Linked DNA regions of Sus scrofa: region 1 is linked to region 2. Evidence: chromatin contacts called from public Hi-C data. All regions are on one chromosome and are shown on one strand. The core of a region is the stretch at or near the end of the contact, and the rest is flanking DNA. Distances in the headings are between cores, read along the strand shown.

The links. A called contact is a pair of places that touch in the nucleus more often than the background predicts.
Region 1: a Hi-C map of skeletal muscle shows a contact between it and region 2, with 3 times the contacts expected there. The contact joins two enhancer-like sites. A contact is called at or near these places in 17 of 47 Hi-C or Micro-C datasets (alveolar macrophages, brain, embryonic fibroblasts and 9 more) and 1 of 2 datasets of contacts at active chromatin or transcription factors (skeletal muscle).

Annotation. Positions count from the first base shown.
Region 1 is chr14:35,806,179-35,812,283 of Sscrofa11.1, forward strand. The region is part of intron 4 of C14H12orf49 (UPF0454 protein C12orf49 homolog); the gene reads left to right. Among named protein-coding and RNA genes, the nearest start is that of C14H12orf49, 100 kb to the left of the region's middle. Within about 2 kb of position 1,768, at least 16 of the 83 cell types and tissues checked have an H3K27ac peak or open chromatin away from gene starts, as enhancers often do. A contact at or near this core is called in omental adipose tissue, retroperitoneal adipose tissue and skeletal muscle, where this site is marked.
Region 2 is chr14:35,752,469-35,758,500 of Sscrofa11.1, forward strand. All of the region lies in intron 4 of C14H12orf49 (UPF0454 protein C12orf49 homolog), which reads left to right. Among named protein-coding and RNA genes, the nearest start is that of C14H12orf49, 50 kb to the left of the region's middle. Within about 2 kb of position 2,788, at least 16 of the 83 cell types and tissues checked have an H3K27ac peak or open chromatin away from gene starts, as enhancers often do. A contact at or near this core is called in omental adipose tissue, retroperitoneal adipose tissue and skeletal muscle, where this site is marked.

The DNA.
Region 1 (6,105 bases), core at 518-3,017, 53 kb after region 2:
CTGCAGAGTGGGATCGTGGCACAGAAGATAACTTTCAGTTAGTGGCAGAGACAGTCATGCTCGCTGCTGCAGAGCCCCTGTGTTCACGTCCCTTGCCTTGTCCCCTTGTGGTTCGATAGGGGCTGAGTGCCTAGTGTGCCCATCGAGTGAGCTTGCATGTACCTTCTGGCCGGAGGTGTTTAGAAGCAAGTGGGAGTTTTTGACTCACTGTCCCCTTTGCTGCAGGGACACTCGAAGCCATTCCTGAGGTTAAGGGAGTCCCCATTGTCAGACTCTGTGTGATTGAGAAACAGACTCAGGAGGGAAGGGACTGGGATTTCAGGGCTGATTTGTTACTGCAGCATAGCTTAGTTGGTTCACACAGACTAGTTCATACTGTAGATGGCATTGACTTCTGTGCAGTTGGGGTTTACCACATTAACCATGGCTTTTAAAAGTTAAAATTAAACTTTTCTCTGAAAAGGCTCCATGCTGTGAGATTCTAACTATATGACATTCTGGAAAAGGCAAAACTATGGAGAGAGTAAAAAGGTGAGTGGTTGCCAGCAGTTGGGTTGAGGGAGGGCTGACTAGGAGGAGCACAGAGGACTTTTAGGGCCGTGAAACTATTCTGTGATACTGTAATGCTACACACATGTCGTTAGACATTTGTCCAAACCCGTGGAGTCTACAACACCAAGAGCGAACCCTAATGTCAATTGTAGACTTGGGTATTGGTGGTATGTCAGTGTAGGTTTAATTATAACAAATGTCCCACTTTGATGGGGAATCTTGATAATGGGGGAGCTGCGTATGTTGGGGTGGGGGGTATGTGGGAACTCTCTATACTTTCCTCACAGTTTTGCTGTGAACCTAAAACTGCTTGGAAAATGAACTCTGGTTTTTTAAAAAATTAAACTTTTGAGTGGTATGGACCACTCCTGTGACTTTAGAAAACACAAATTCCTGAAAATGCTGATTATTATTAAATTCAGGGATTAACCAGTCTTGGAAAGTCTAGATGTTCAGTGTTAATATCACTGGTAATCTGCCTATGTGAGTGGAAGGTCAGTAGTTTGGAGGGGGGAGGCTTTCCAGTAGTTTGGGGACTTTAAGACTTGGGAAAGAAAAGAAGAGTAAAAACATTCAGGCAGATGACACTGAAAAGAGAAGGCTGTGAAATGGAAGGCAAGTTTAATTTTGTGAGGCTGGGTCTAGAGCTGTGAACTGCCTCTTTTCCTTTTAGTATCTTTATTGGGAATGAGACCAACAGCCCAGCCAATATCTATAAATAAAAGCCCATGATAACTGTCCCTCTGGTTGCAATTGTCCAAACAAAGGAAAGTAGCTCGTTTCCGGCTCTGAGCCCTGCTGGCCACGCTGAAGCCTTGGCAGCACTTGAGTCCCCAGGAAGAGATTTTCGTGGTTGCTGTGCAAGAATCCTCAAAGGCGTTTCAGCTCCAGTCCCCGGCCGCAGTTTAAGGATGGAGTCGGCCAAACATTTGGGAGGCTAAGTGGGAGGAGAAAGAGCAGAAGGAGGAAGGCATTTTTTAATGCCCAGGGGATCCAATTGAGAAGCGGTCTTTCAGCAGTGTCAGGGTTGTTGTTGTTGTTTAATCACTTTTGTGATGCTACTAACTTGCCCTCTGATCTTGGCAAGGGGAGAACTTCTTGAGATAAAAATGCCAGGGTTGCCCTGCGGCTCTCGCACTTCCATTCAGCCCATTGCGTGATGTGCTCCGACCTCTGCCTCCTCTGTTCTAGAGAAACTGGGCTTTCGAGGCCACAGCCATGTCCCAGTTGGCAAAGAGAGGGACAACTTCATCCTCAGTGGCTCTGACTGTGTCTTCTTGTTCCCACTCCTTCTTCCCAGCTGTTCCTTGTGAGTTTGTCTTCCTGGCTGATCCTTGTGCTGCAGTTGTGTAAGAGGCTAACATTAGAAGGTGTGTCCCCAATGCTCTTCCTGAGCTTTCTTCTGTCTCAAAGACTTTCTTCAAGCCTGCTTCATATGGCTTCCCTGGAGTAGGGCCTGAGACCTGTGTGGTCGCACCAGGCCACATTCACATCAGGCCCCGCTCAAAGAAGGACCCTGTGCTTGGTTTAATGTTTGGCTCTCACCATCCTGAAATTCTTAATACATTTTGAACAAGGTGTTCTCATTTATATTTTGTGAAGAGCCCTGCAAGTTATGTAGCCAGTCCTGCCTGCAGGTACTTTGTTTTAATACTTCCCCCAAAACCATGTGGGCAAATGACTTTATTTCTCTGTGTCACAATTTTCTTGGGTTATTAAGATAATTCAGTGGCTCATTCTCGGAAAGCACTAAGCACAGTGCCTGGCAGGCATACAGCAGGCACTCAACAAGTGCTGGTTAAGGTTATTACTGTTTTTGGCCTCTCTCTTCCCTTGAACTGATTCCCTCTTGCTCATCTCAGTGAAAGGGATTAGCAGTCATTCAAAAGTATAATCTGCTAATCGCTGGCTCCTCCCATTTCCCCTCTGCACATCCAGCCGTCATCAGCTTCTCTTTATTCTGCATTGGAAATGTTTATTAAACCCTTCCTCTCCTTACCTCTCTGCTGCCACTGTGCAGAATTAGCTTACAAGCATTGTTGCAACGACTTCCTAATTAATCTCCTCACCTCCTGTCTTGTCTTCTCCCCCAAACGGAGCCACTTGCTCCAGCAGCTGAGATTAAGTCAAGCTGATCCAACAGGAATTTACACAAATGTCTGTCCTTGAGGATGGAGTGTGCTCCTTTGAAAGAGGGTGGGAAAAGAAAACGAACATCAGTTCCTACTTGTGTGCCAAACTCTGGACACAGTTTTGTGTGCAATCATCACTAGGATTCTATTAGGCAGAGATGGTTACTTCCCATTTTACAGCAAAGAAACCAGGGCTCTGAGAGATGGCAGGGCTTGGGCAATTTCACATTGACAGAGCTGGGAGTCATACTCAGATCTCTCTGACTTGAGAGTACCCATTTGCCAGAAAAAGGACCGGATTGGAAAGACTAGTGAAATGGGAGTAGGAGCTGTAAGTTAGTTAAAGGTAAGGTACCAATGTTAGTTTCCTGGTGTGGATCCTTGTGCAGCAGTTGTGTAAGAGGTTAACATTAGAGAAAGCTAGGTGAAGTGTATATGGGAAATCTCTATTTTCGGATCTTCAGCTCTAAAATTATTTCAAAGTAAAAAATAAAAAAAAAAGAAAGAAAGAAAGAAAGAAAGAAACACCTGCCCTTTCCACTGTATACCCTGTGCCCTTCACTGAACTTCTGGATCTTATTGTCCAGAACATTCCTCACTTCTGGATACTGACCCCTTCCCAACACACACATGCACATGCGTACACTCATACGCTCACACACACTCCACATAGCATCTTGCACAGGAGCACTGGCCCCAGCTCGCTGCACCCATTAGCTGCTGCAGCTCTGGCTGTGACCTACCCCAAGGCACCAGTAGGAATTATGGAAGGAGATGGTAACGGGGCGCATGTGACGTACACTATAACTGTGTTCATCCCCCCTCTGGCTATAAAAATGCAGCAGTGTTGCAATTTTATACATTGCAAAATGCCTCTCCGCCCTCCACCCATCCCCTGCTTTGCCTCCTCCCCTCCCTCTTTGAGTTGGCGTGTAACCTTGATGATCCAGCCAAATGAGTTATTTGAGATGGAAACGTTAATTTATTTGAGCAGATGGGTGTCACCGCTGCTCTGTAAAAAGGTGGCGTTTTGCCGTATTGGCCCAGAGTGTCACAGATGAAGTCCTGGCCGCGTCGCTGAATCACCGAGTGTGAATGGAATCATATGTTAACGGCACTGGGGGAAATGCCTATTTAAGCTGAGCCCTTCCAGAAAACAAATCAACCCCCCCCAGCCCCGATTTTTGTTTTAAATCTGGATTTTCATATCTCTGATTTGCCAAGGGTCTGAAAAATCTGAAACTCATTATTTCTCGAAGTGTGGTCCAGTGTCTGCCCACATCAGAGTCACCCAAGGGTTTTATTAAAAATGCAGATCCGTGGGACCCAACCCCGATCTATAACCCCCCACTCCCGGGGGTGCAGGCTTGGGGTTTCTGCAGTTTTAACAAGCTCCCTGGATGACTATCACACACACACAAAAAGTGGGACCCCCCGTGGTGGAAATGATGCCATCAAACTGCCCAGGAAAATCTTCATAACAAAACCGAACAAAGCAAGAAACCATGAGATTCAAAGTGGGGTTTCTTTTTTTGGGGGGGGGAGTCTTGTTTCTTTTTACTTTCCTCTCCCCTTTCAGATTTTGTGCAAAAAAAGTACTACTTTTGTGGTCAGAAATAACTATGTAAAAGGAATAAAAAGATAGCACAAAGAGATTATTTGTGCACTAGAAGCCAAAGACAGTTTGGAAATGTCAGGAATTTCCAAGACAAGGGGTGTCGCTGTCCTTGGCACTGAACTTTCAGTCTATGCTCTCTCCTCAGACGCCCTCCCCTCCCCCCGCCAGTTCCCCTCTGACCGCTGCCTTCTCTAAGTGTTACATCCAATTTTCTCTTGAATACATGTAGTGAGGAAACTCAATGACTTCCCAGGGGACCTTACTTATAGGGAAGAAGCACAACGAGAGGATTTATGGAATGTCTGTAAAATATGTGTGTAGAAACTCGCGACATTTTGATCGCTACCAAGGAGAAAATGGACAGTTTCTTACCAGTCAGTTTCATGAGCCTTTTTTATTTTTTTTATGGGTTTTTAAAATTAATTAATTTCCCTCCCCTTTGTTAGGAATTCTTGGCACAGACACAAGCCCTGGAGAAAGGAAACATTGCCCACGGGCTGTATGTCCAAACTGTCAGGATTTCAATCCCAGATCTCCGGGGGCAAAGCCAGATTTCATGTGCTTCCCATGAAGTGGGGAGAGCCTTGTCAATGTCTGAGGGAAGGCGGGTATTATTAGTAATACTTCTGCCTTTTCTCTCATAGCGTCCCTGCCGCTGGCAAGTGGCACAGGGTCCCAGACAGCCTCTCCCCCGGGCTGCCTCTGCACCCAGAGCCATTTTCAGGGCGGAGAAGAGGCTGAGATGTTTGCCATGCAGCACCAGGCCCTGTCCACCTCCAGCCCCCTTGTCAAATGCGGGAGCATCGAATAGGCATCTGGTTTTTCTCAGCCCCACAGGTTCCATGCCTTCCCCTGGGAATTTGTAGGCAAAGACAATGAACTGAATGGAATTTCCCGAATGACTGAAGGAGGAAGAGTCTTCAGAGGGGAATTTGTTCCCTGCATCCTGCTTTTGTCACCAGTTTGTCTTGGGTCCTTTCTTGGCCTTGGTTTCATCATTTGTAAAATAAAAACCCAAAGGATTATTATGAAGATTAGAGAAAAATCTATAAACAAATAGTTGTCAACCAGGAAGGACTCTGCCCCAACCCCCTACCACCAGGGGACATTTGGCAATGCCTGGAGACACTTTGAGATGTCACGACTTGGGGTGGAGGGGCAATGCTACAGGGATCTAGTGGGTAGAGGCCAGGGGTGCTGCTAAACATCCTACAATGCCCAGGGCAGCCCCCCATAACCAAGAATTGTCCAGCCCAAATGTCCAATGACTCCATGATTGAGAAACCCTGCTCCTGATATAAAGGGCCTGGTAAACAATTAGTAATTCAAGAGGTGATAGCGAGAAAGGGTGTGAGAAAAGGACTGCGGCATACGTATTCAATAAACCTTAGCTATTATTAGTAGATCTGAGATAATTGGTAGTTGCTTCCTAGAATGCCTCGAAGGACTCTACGGCTACAAACAAGCTCAGCTAGACAGTGTCATGATTGATTAGTGATGTCTGCCATGGGCTTGGCAGGGGGAAGTGGCAGCATGAGTGCAGTGTCTTTTCTGACCCTGGCCTGTATGATGTCTAGCATCTGTTTCTACTCTGACATTCTGTGATTCTATTGCTATGAGTCTGTGAGTTTATCTATAAAGTTCCATAGTCAGCATTATTTACAGAATATTTAAGCAGCCCAGGCTCCTGCAGTCTTGCTTGGCAGGGCAGGAGGGTAAATAGAAAGCCAGGAAGAAAGAGCTGGCTCTGTGCAAGGTAAAAAAGATAGCTGCCAATGGGATGTGATGTGGGCAACTCCCCAC
Region 2 (6,032 bases), core at 1,538-4,037:
AAGGAAAATCAATCAATCTAGAATAGTCACCTAGACTAGTAGTGGAGAGAGTGGGTTCCAGAATATGACTGCCTAACTTCACATCCCAGCTTCACCATTTACTGGGTGACTTTGGACAACTCACTTAGCTTGTTTGTCATGGGGTAGGTGAAAACCGGAGTACCTGAGGAACTAAGGAGCTTAGAACAGACCTACGCATACAGCAAGTGCTTAATAAAGACACATTATCATCTTCAAAGATTTCTTTGGAATTGGCAGCCTGTTCTATATTGAGGCATCTTTGAGCAATAATCTTGATGAGGTGCTTCAGGGAACTCAGGACAGTGGGTACAAAATGAAATTAGAGGAATGGTCTTTACAGAACATAGGAGATATACTCAGACAGGAGAGATGCCACCAACACATTTGAGAAGGCTGCAGGCCTAGAGCGAAGACTCTAACCCCTTTAGAGGACAGATACGCATCAGACAGGAAAAGCGTGTCCTATCTATATCAACCATACATATGTGATTTGTGTGTATTAAATAAAAAAAGAAGTCTTTTTCTCCATGAAGAAATATGCTTTTTCCATTTGCTCAGCTAGATTTTCTCATGTTCAGTGGAGGCCTGGCTCTAGAGAAATGATTCTCTATCATCAGAATAACAAAAGTGCATGTAAATGATCTATGACAGTGGAGCCTGGCCTCAGAGCCTTGGAGACCAAAGGGAGCTATGGGGTCTTGGCAACTGGAAGATGCTGGCCTTGAGTATTTGTGAGGCCAGAGCTCTTACATTCTCAAGAGAAAGCAGAAATCAAGATTTTTTAAAGTAATTTTTAAAATGTTGGATTCAGGAATTTTAAGGTAATACGCTGGCCCAACACAGTATGCCGGGTCCAGGGGGATGAACTTGGCCTCTGGGCCCCAGGTTTGCACCTTCTTCATGTGGCCTGTCTTGTGAGTGTACAGATGTGCAAATGAACACACAGTACAAAGTTGTCACATAAGAAGCATTGCCTAGCTCAGCAATTTTATTTTTCCAAATCATTCAGGTCTTATCTCTTCAAAATTCCCCTATTCCAACTCATAGGCTGCCATGATCCCTTCACACAAAACTCCCTTTTAGGAAAAGATAGAATGGAAAACTTAGTATGTTTTCATACACTGTTAGGTCAGAAGAAAGATATGCAGGGTATGAAGTTGTGGGATAATCACAGTTTTCGATGTTACTTGGTTGAGTGTGCCAGCATTCCTAGCAGTGTGATTCACAGTAGCCCAAAGGTGGAGACAGCTGAAATGTCCATCAGCTGATGAATCAATAAACAAAAATGTGACATATCCATACAATGGAATAGTATTTGGCAAAGAAAATGAATGATGTGGCACAGATAGATGCTCCAGCATAGATGAACCTTGAAAACATGCTAAGTGAAAGTAGCCAGTACTCAAAGACCACATTGTGTGATTCTATTTATATGAAATATATAGAATAAGCAAGGCTATAGAGACAGAAAGGAGATTAGTGGTTTCCAGGGAATGGAGGAAAGGGGAACCCAGGACTAACTGCTATTGGTATAGGGTTTCTTTTAGAGGAGACAGAAGTGTTCTAAAGTTAGATTGTGGTGATGGTTGCACAACCCTGTGAATATACCAAAAACCATTGAATTGTATGGTATGCGAATGATATCTCAAAAAGCTCTTTAAAGTAAATGATTACATGGTTCATTCTTTGGTGCTCTTTGCCACATATAGGGACAATATCAGTCATCCTTGAATACAGAGGACACAGACATAATTACTGATAATTACAACCTATTAAATGCATTGGCAATCGGTTGCCATAGGCAGAGATAACTGCAGTTCATACATTGGATCACCGGCTCTTTATTATATTATTTACTCATATAATATAAATCCATATTTCTGTTCCAGATCCATATCCAGCACTATAAATAGTCTTGTTAATTTTAGATCTGTGAGGACAGGGGAATTTTAAGAATGACAATGCCTCTTACCATAATCTGCCTCATTCCGGCAAAGAGAAGCAGCCCGGCTGTTGTGCCACCAAGCCTGAGTTCGGTGTGACCCCAGAGGGTCTTGGCTTGCAGCCACCCGTCCATCCTGTTTGCTACCAATTGGAGGTTGTGTGTATGTGTTGTTAAGTTTTCCTTTTGGCTGCCAGTCAAGCTTCCCCTTTATCCTCTTCCCTCTCCAAACCCATCGATACAACCCCAACGATGAAAGTGGACTGAACAGCCCCTGCCATCTTTGCTGAATGGAAACAAATGAGGGCAGCCAGGTGTCAAGAACCAAGTCCCACATCTGGCAGCCTCATCTGCTTTCTCTTAACGCTCTCCTGCTGTCCTCCAACCAGCTGCACACATTTCTGTCAGCCAGAGTGCCAGTGGCAGTGTAGACTGTCCCGATGAATGAGGAACAAGGACACTTTCCAGCCCTTGCCAAGTCCCTCCCTGAAAGAAGAAAGTCAGAGTTCTCAGCCCTCTCCCCGAAGCACCTTGCCCAGGGCTTCCAGCCGCACTTGGCCAGTTCCTCGAATTCAGGATATATTTGTTTTTTTCCCTCCCTCTTCTCTGAACTCTGAGATCAGCGCCCCTCCCCCTTGCTTTTTGCTTGCTCCGTTGTTTCACTCCGGACTGTCACTTAGCACGCTTCCTGCCCGTATAGGACAGGACCCACTAATGAAAGTCCCCCTTCACTCCAGGGGGCCCTTGAGCATTAATGGCCTCTGGAAGCAGATATTTTCTGACTTCCGGGAGTCTAAAGTGCTTGACCTGCACATAATTTCAAAATGACCTACCAGACAAGGAAATGTTTGTTTACGCTCCATCTCCGCTGTCCCCTCCCCCCTGCTCCCCAAGGGGAGAAGTTTGGCATGGTCCATTCTCTCAGGTCCATTGTGAGCCTTTCCTCTTGGTTTCCGTCCTGTCCCCTCCCCTTGGACCTGCCAGTGAGACAGGCAGTTATAAGCAGATGGAGTGAGTGTTCTTGCTTAAAAAGTAGGCAGGTGGATTGGACACAATGCTATACAGAGCATGTCTGATATGGTCCCTGCCCTGATCAAGCGTGCAGTTTAGGGACAAATGTAAAACAACAGCTGTGGAAAGTGCTCTGATGGAAGAGTTCAGGGTACCATGGAAGGATTTAAAGGGGAGTGCTGACCTAGTGGTGCTGGGAGGTTGAGAAGTCAGAAAAGGCCAGGGCTACACATTATTCATGCCTCACTGGGCCCCTTTCTCATTAAAAAAATTTTCACATTTTATGGGAGTTCCTGTTGGGCTCAGCAGGTTAAGAATCCAACTAGTATCCATGAGGATGGGGGTTCGATCCCTGGCCTCACTCAGTGGGTTAAGGATCCGACGTTGCCGTGAGCTGTGGTGTAGCTTGCAGACATGACTCGGATCTGGCATTGCTGTGGCTGTGGTGTAGGCCAGCAGCTGCAGCTCCAATTTAACCCCTAGCCTGGGAACTTCCATATGCCATGGGTGCAGCCTTAAAAAAAACAAAAACAATTTAAAAGAAATTACATTTTCTAATGGAGTTAGTTTAAACCCAGGCTAGCTTTATCAATATGCAGTCATGACTATAATCATTTCGTTCTTCTGATCTTAAAAGAAATTAAACATTTTTCTCACAGGCCCCTCAAGTATTCTGGGTCTGATAGAGAGATTGGCCTGGGAAGAGCTGCCCTGAGGAAGAGACAACTGAATTGAGATCTGAGGAATAAACAGGAGTCAGTTCAGTGAACTAGCTGTGAAGTGGGGTCTAGGCAATGGAGACAGCATATGCAAAGGTCCTGTGGCACAAACTAACACTTGGAGAGTGTCAGTGATGTGTAATGCAGAGAACAAGGGGACACAGGGATAAAGTGACGCTAAAGAGAAGGCAGGACCATGTGCGCCATGAATGTTATTGTGGCTTTAACCCCAGGGCAGTGGGAAATCATCTATAAGTTTCAAGCAGGGGGTTTGAACAGCTTCTGAAGAATGCAGAAGGACAAGTTGACTAGAAAACCATAATTCTCCCTACCCCCAAATTCTCTCTATTAAATCTAATCAACAGAGTGAGAACTGATCTGGGGAGTTCCTGTTCTGGCTCATGAGGGTTTGGGTATGATCCCTGGCCTCACTTGATGGGTTAAAGATCCAGCATTGCTGTGGCTGTGGCTGTGGCTGTGGCAGGCAGCTGCAGCTCCGATTCGATTCCTAGCCTGGGAACCTCCATATGCCGTGGGTGTGGCCCTAAAAAAATTTCATTAAAGAGTGAGAACTGGTCTGGAATTGATCAGGCGTCAGTGATACTAATGTGAGAAGAAATTGAGATATGACTGCTGGTCTGTGGCTAGGGGAGAAGGCGGCAATATTTTCCCCCAAGTTTTGTTATGTTCCCCCATCTTGGATAGGGTCCTCAGGAAATAGATTCTTTTTTTTTTTGTCTTTTGTCTTTTTTAGGGCTGTACCCACGGCATATGGAAGTTCCCAGGCTAGCGGTCTAATCGGAGCTAAAACTGCTGGCCACAGCCACAGCATCGCCAGATCAGAGCCATGTCTGTGACCTACACCACAGCCCACGGCAACACTGGATCCTTAACCCAATGAGCGAGGCTAGGGATTGAACCCACAACCTCATGGTTCCTAGTTGGATTTGTTTCCGCTGCGCCACAATAGGAACTCCAGGAAATAGATTCTGAGACAAAGATTGCATACAGATTTATAGGGTGTACTCTGGGGAACAGTCTCTGTAAGGAGGTAAGGGCAGGACTGAGAAGATGCAGCAGATGCATCGGGCATTCCCACGGGGCTCCCTGGAGAAACATCACCAACAGAGGCCTGGGAACAGGGCCTTTGCACCTGCCAGAGGAGAGTTGCCACAGGGAGCAGGGAATCCTGGGCAAGCAGCTCTGAGGGCAGCTTCCGTGGAAGGTCTCAACCTCCTCAGGCAACACCATTGGCCACTGAGGAATGCACTTTTTCATAAAGGGCCTGATAGTAAATGTTTTCAGCTTTTGGGGTCATACAGTCTCTGTTGCTACTGCTCAGCCCTGCCACTAAGACACAAAAGCAGCTGTAGACACTACATCATGAGTTGGCACAGCAGTTGGCCAATAAAACTTTTTATGGACAGAAATTTTAATTTCATATAATTTTCACGTCTCATGAAATATCCTTCTTTTGCTTTTCTCCCCAACTGTTTAAAAAATGCACAAACCATTTTTAGCTTGCAGACCTTGGACCATGTTTGACCTGCGGCCTGTGATCTGACAAACCCTGGCCTGGAAGGGTTCAGGAGATACAGGAGTTGGAATCTTTGGTCTTTTTTTTTCCCTTTGGTAGGCAAGAAATAGATTCATTAAGATTGGCCACTTGTGAGAGGTGCAAGCAGGCAGGCACGGAAGCCCTGCCAGAATCTTTGGTCTTTGAGTTAGCTGTGAGCTGGTTGACAAAGGACATGTCCCTTCTACCTTCACCTCCTTGTCAATAACACAGGAGTAACTCTAAAACCCAAGTTCCCAAGATGGGGATTGAGTGGAGTTAAAGGCTCTGTTAAAGCAGCCATGAATTACATTTAGACTACTAAGAACCATGGATGCATTTCACCATCAGTACCATCCCTTAGGCTCAAGTCATGCACAAGTCTAAAGAAGATGAGTGTGTTTGACATCCTAAAAATGAACAAGGGGGAAATGGAGTCATGGTTGGTTCAGAATTTGGGGGAGTTTTCCCCAGTGTGACCACCACTTGAGTCTCAAACCCAAACTTGATGACTTCCTTTCCTGGTTCTCTTTCTGGAGGGACCAGCAATCCCTTCTCCCCACTTCCCACCCTTTTTATCTCCTGCGTGTTAGCAGCCCTTGTGAGTGTCCTAATATAAGTTACATTCCACAGGACGGGTTTCCAAAGCTGCCTGCAGGAAAGCTACCTCTTTCATGCTTGTGAATGAAAGGACACGGCCTCTCTAGCATCCTCCTCTCCCCAGGCCCTACACGAGCACACATAACCATTACACAGGTCAGAATGCACCGAAGGAATATTCAGT